2 separate regions of the Bicyclus anynana genome follow, and region 2 is linked to region 1. The links are chromatin contacts, called in public Hi-C maps. All regions are on one chromosome and are shown on one strand. Each heading gives the region's core, a stretch centred on a gene start, on an enhancer-like site or on the middle of the called end of the contact. The rest is flanking DNA. Distances are from core to core; before and after follow the strand shown.

The links. Hi-C and Micro-C count contacts between places; a contact is called where the count stands out from the background.
Region 2: a Hi-C map of whole body shows a contact between it and region 1, with 2.3 times the contacts expected there. The contact joins the enhancer-like site here to the promoter of LOC112047515 in region 1. A contact is called at or near these places in 2 of 2 Hi-C or Micro-C datasets (whole body and whole larva).

Annotation. Positions count from the first base shown.
Region 1 is chr5:2,156,614-2,159,621 of ilBicAnyn1.1, reverse strand. LOC112047515 reads right to left here and starts at 1,661. Exons shown (of 13, transcript XM_052881718.1): 1 at 1,224-1,661. The coding sequence starts at 1,261.
Region 2 is chr5:2,284,528-2,287,227 of ilBicAnyn1.1, reverse strand. It overlaps LOC112047515, which reads right to left. Exons shown (of 13, transcript XM_052881718.1): 2 at 160-580. Among protein-coding and RNA genes, the nearest start is that of LOC128198111, 92 kb to the left of the region's middle. Within about 2 kb of position 1,252, at least 8 of the 8 cell types and tissues checked have open chromatin away from gene starts, as enhancers often do.

The sequences.
Region 1 (3,008 bases), core at 412-2,911:
TTATTAGGCAGCGTGAACACCGTCACGCTGCTAGTCGCGTTGGTGATTTTGTCCGATAAGGTTTTGTGTTGTAATTATTGATCATAAATTAATTAGTGTGTGATGATGGATTGAGATGCATTCTGAAAGAATCCTTTACACCTACACCCAAGGTCACAAGTCCTGGGACCTGTTAGAGTTGTTTCCTCTACCACAAAATAATTGCACAAACACTCACTGCTACCCAGCACGTTATACTTATCAATACTTTTCAATAACAACATAAATAATTAACAACAACAAAAAAAATGATGATTTAAAATTATCGTATTGTGTTCGCTCGATGTGTGTATCAAATAAAAAGTTGAATTTTAATTATGAACTTTATTGCATTGAGATAAAACATAAGTAAAAAGTCACAAAGATGTCAAACCTACTGCTTACTAGTCACATACCTACTTAACATATGCCTCCACACCTGTTCCCAAAATATGCAGTCGCCTTCTGCTACTAAGTAGTCATTCCGTTATGGAATTGTTTATAGAAAACGACTACTCGCGACCAAGTAGGTAGAGATAGCTTAGCTTGCTTCCATCTAGATTGCATCATCACTTACCATTAGGTGAGAATGTAGTCAAGGGCTAACTTGTAAATAACTAATTAATTATTAAATTAGATAGGTTTTTTAGAAAGAGTCAAGATAAAGATAAGTAACTATGATTTTTACATAAAGACTAACTAAGTTATTGCTTGTGAAAATATGTATGTGCTTTATTTTAAAAATAATTATGTACTTGACGGCCAGTATATAATACTAGCGGACGCCCGCGTCTTCGTCTGCGTGCAAATCAATGTAAAACTTCACCACTTTAAGGGTTGAATTTTAAAAATTCTTGTATCACATTATACTTTGTATTTTTTTATGGTTTATCAACAAATTTTAAAACGGTAACTCTAAAAATTAAGGACTTTCCATACAAACTTTTGACCCCTATTTCACCCCCTTTAATTTTAATTTTAGAGTCAAAAAGTATCTTATATTTGCTCTAAGATCCCATTTACCATTATACCAAAATTCATCTTGATCGGTTCAGCAGTTAAAAAGGTAACAGACAGACAGACAGACTTTCGCCTTTAAAATTTTATTATAGATTTATTACATTTTCATATTACATACAGTTTCTAAAAGGTACTTAATTAATTAAATTAATCTGAGCTTCTGAGCAAAAAAGTAATAAGCATACCTTTTAGGTTTCCATTTCTTCATCAAAACACCAAACATATCGGCGATATTACGAAACCTTAGATCCCAAAACAAACAGAAACCACTTCACAAACACCCACACTGTACAATCTATTACCACCACTAAACACCTAAATATCTAAATCACCTAGTTACAGATCACAACAAATAATTGCACTATTATCTTATCTATCTATACTACATACTTTAGGTCATACGAAAATACCCTATTGACCTAGACAAAAGCTTTCAACATTGATGTTATAATCGATAATACACCAAAGGTTGGACTCGATTGCACCAAATTGTACCCAAATAATAATCCTTTATTAATCTATCATCCAATTTGATAATAATTAATTTGTAATCGATCAATTGTTCGTAATCGATTTACAAATGCATTTTAATCGTTTAATTACACACGTCCGCCTTAATTCAGCGCCTGAAGTGGACTGAATTGGAATCAAGCATATATAATCGGGTATTTTCCTCGAGTTTTACTCAAGTTGGTCGACTTGTTGGTCGATTAGTTCGCACTTGGTCTTCAGGTGTTCGGAAACGGATATGGAAGGCCGATCAGCTGTGCGTTTGGCGCCATTTTGAGCAGCCTTCAGCGCCATCTAGAGATGACCTTGAATTTGTGGAAAATGGAAAATTTCTTGCGCTGTCATAAACTGAAACATAATGGAATGAAGTCTGAAAGAATGAAGTCCGATGAATGAAACGTTTTTTCAAGCCTTCACATCTTTTAAGCACTGTTTTAAAAAGAAAATAGCTTTTGTAGATAGAAGGTAGATTAAGCTTCGTATGGAGCTTACTTACATAGAAAATTAACGTAAAAAATCGACTTAAATTACGTTTAGTTAGTGAAATAAATAATAAATTTATTTTTAATATAGTAAATTAGTCTTCGTGTGTATTTGAGAAGATATTTTAAAACAAACTTTGGTGTACTTTTAACCAGTCACAATTTTAAAGACCAAAAAACCAAAACCTCGTTGAAATAGAACAATTCCATTTACCTATTCATAATATTAAGTGTAGATTGTGTGATTATTATACACCTAATTTTATTCAAATAAAAACGCCATCTAAAAATGGCTACAAAAATTAACAGTTAAACCTAGTATAAATATAAAATCCTATAATGTTATTCAACGAATTATAATAATAATTTAATTATTAAAATTCCCTGGGCAACATAATAGGCTAGTTGCTGAATTAATTCGCAATTAAACTTTAATACACGGCAGCTGGTCTTAATAGCCAGTCATTGGCACCAGACCATAGGATATTGTCTTGTATTTACCGCTCTAGTAGTTCTGTTACTATGTAAGCAGATGGAATGATTGGATGGAGACCCCCCGCGGTTTCACCCCCGTAGTTCACGTTTCCGTGAGAACGCGGAAATAAAATATGGCCTATTTTAATTGCTGATAATGTAGCTTTTCATTGGTGAAGGAATTTTTGAAATTGGTTTAGCTGTTTAGCTGTGAAAGCGTAACAAACAAATAAATGAACATGATTAAGTAACCAAAGTAGTATTTCGCCCACGTGTGAACGTCGGCTGGAAATTCTCTTCCCACTGAGAAAAATTAAGTGGTCTTACAGAAAATTTCTCTTCATAATTTTTTGTTTTAACAAATTTTGCGAACACCGAACCCCCTTGTAACAGAATAAAAGAGTAAAACCACCACTAACAAACAGATTTGACTATTCAAAATAGCTTGAAAACCTGTTTGAAATAAAGGAACGAAAAAAAACATTTTAAATTTTACTCAGTGCA
Region 2 (2,700 bases), core at 3-2,502, 130 kb before region 1:
ATTAATATAAACATTTATTTAATAAAAAGATATCAACACTTCTATTTCTAGATTTTTAAATAAATAAACATGCATGGAGTGAATGAGTGATCGATTTGAATGAAGAATTTGACTAAACTTGAACATAAAATGTACGATTTTCAAATTAACGCCACCTACCTTATCTCCATCGAACTTCTCAGGTTCGTCGCTACACGCTCGCACATCGCGTCTCTCTTTCGAACCGCGTCGCATTAACAACGGAGTTTGCGGGGGCGACACTAGCGCCACGCTGTTCCTCGCGCTGCCAGGCGGCGACTTTATGAACTCGATCTTCCCACCCTCCATACAAATGTTCGGTGTCAAGGGATACATTGGCGACATTGCAACGTTCGCGTTTGCTAAGTGATTGTACATTTGGTTGTCTTCCAGAGGGAGGGACTTTGGTTTGTTCTTCTTACGATAGGTGGAGTCGTAAGCTAGTACTTGAGCTTTTTGCTCCGGGTGGATTTGTCGGACCTTCCCGGGAGGTCGGTCGGGCGGTTCTGGAGAGACGCTGCCATCTGTCCCCGGGCTTTCATTTCTTTCATTGTTTGATATTCTGAAACAAAAAAAATATTATTATTAACTAGCAGAAACTCACTTTTTCACCCGCTTAGTTCCATATTCCCATTGTATTCCCATGGGAATACGGGGATAAATACAGTATTTATCCTCCCTGACAATGTAGTTTTATATTGGCGAAAGAATTCAAATTGGTCCAGTAGTTTTTAAGTTTATTGTTACAAACAAAAATACAAAACTTTATAATTAAAATTCGTTTTCATAAAAACAGAAAAGCTTTAGTTTCAGGAAATACTGTTACACTGAATACAACATGGCGCCACTGTTCGATGAAAACAAACTTCCCTAGTTGCCACTAGATGGCGCTGATCGCATACCATCAATTAAAATTTGACATTTTATTTTTTATTTTAATAAATAAATGTTAAAAAACGAAAAAAAATAGCAATCCTAACTAACAAAAGTACAAAGAATTTAATAAAAACAAAAAATGTTGAACTTTTCAGATAGTTTACGATAAAAATAGGAAAGTTCTAACTCACGCTATCGAAATGTTTAACGCTCTGAAGTATATATACTGGCGGACCGGTACTACGGTTGGAAGTGTATTCTTTAGTGTGATGCCACTACTGTTTAGATCACTAGCTCTCGTTAGAAGGTCTATAGCACGTGACGTCACGCGCTCGTTAGGCGACGCTCCTTGTAACGTGCGCTGCGGACGATCGCCCGCGCGGCTGCGACGGACCGGCGGCGCACATTCCTTGGGCGGCCTCTATAAACCTTACGCGGTTTTAGTTAACTCGTTAGCTTAGCTCCGGTTTAATATTCGAGCACTTCTATATCATGGCGGCGAGAACACACTCGAATGCCAGTTTTTTGCACTTTGTATACATGAATACAAACAAAATGTTGATGTTACATTTAACCTTTTTACACACAAAATTAATTTTGTACCTGAAAACGCAATATTATCTACCTACACCTTTTCAAAAACTACCTATAAGTACGGAATGGCATCTTACTACGTGTTTTCTATTTGACGCAATTTTTACGGGATTTACATTTTATCGTTAGTAGGTACTTACCTACTAAGGACTATATTAATTTTGCATCTATCTAAAAAATATCAAACAAAACCATTTTCAGAAGCAATCAGTAGATACAGTATCCGTTTACATAGCATTTAGGTACTAGACACTCTAAGTAGGTACCTATCTACCTACCTTGAACATAGATAGATACCTACCTACATAGCATAGCATAGGTATGAAAAAGATATAATACGTACGTATTTATTTATTTTATTTTAAATGGGAAAACCTATAGGTATACTTCCATTTAAAATAAAATAAATAAATAGGTAAGTACCTAACTTCTAACAAGATGAAAAAATTATGCACACGAAAACAATAGGAACTCAAACACCTAGGTACATGGTATGTACGTAAGTTAGGTATGAAAACCCTTTACGCGTTCTAAAAACCCAACCGTCAAGCTAACAAAACAACTACAAAACAATCCCTAAAATTCCCAACTGTTTCGTTTGACAATTTTTAAGCAAACAAGCAAAAACTGTCACCCAGAAACCCACAAACGTAATCCAGGTAAGCTCAAAAGGCGAGTTGACACGTTTATCTAGGCTACTGGTGTTTATTTTAACTTATCTTGTGTCAACATGTGCCACTGTTTTCTTTAGTTTTAAAAATACTATTTTGGAACATATTTGGCTCCATATTTTAATGAAAAGTATTTTGAAAATAACAGGGCATTGCTCTTGTGGGAAAGAACGCCACTGTTTTCTTTAGATTATAAAATACTATTTTTGGAACATATTTGGCTCCATATTTTAATGAAAAGTATTTTATAGCAAGGCACCACTACAGGGTATTGTAGCATTTGTATAGCCAACATAATATTGTGCTAGTTGATCGCCAAGTCCGCTGTGCTAACATAATTGTTTGATATATTAAATAATAATTAAACAGATACGTAGGCGCTAGCTTTGATATTTTAACTAATACTTTTCCACATGCCTATAATCTAGTTAAAGCTGAAAAGGAAAAGTATTGAAGTAAATCGCTTCGCGGTACGACTTCGCCGGTAGGGTGGTAACTAGCCACAGCCGAATCCTTCCATCAGCCAAACATATTAAGAAAA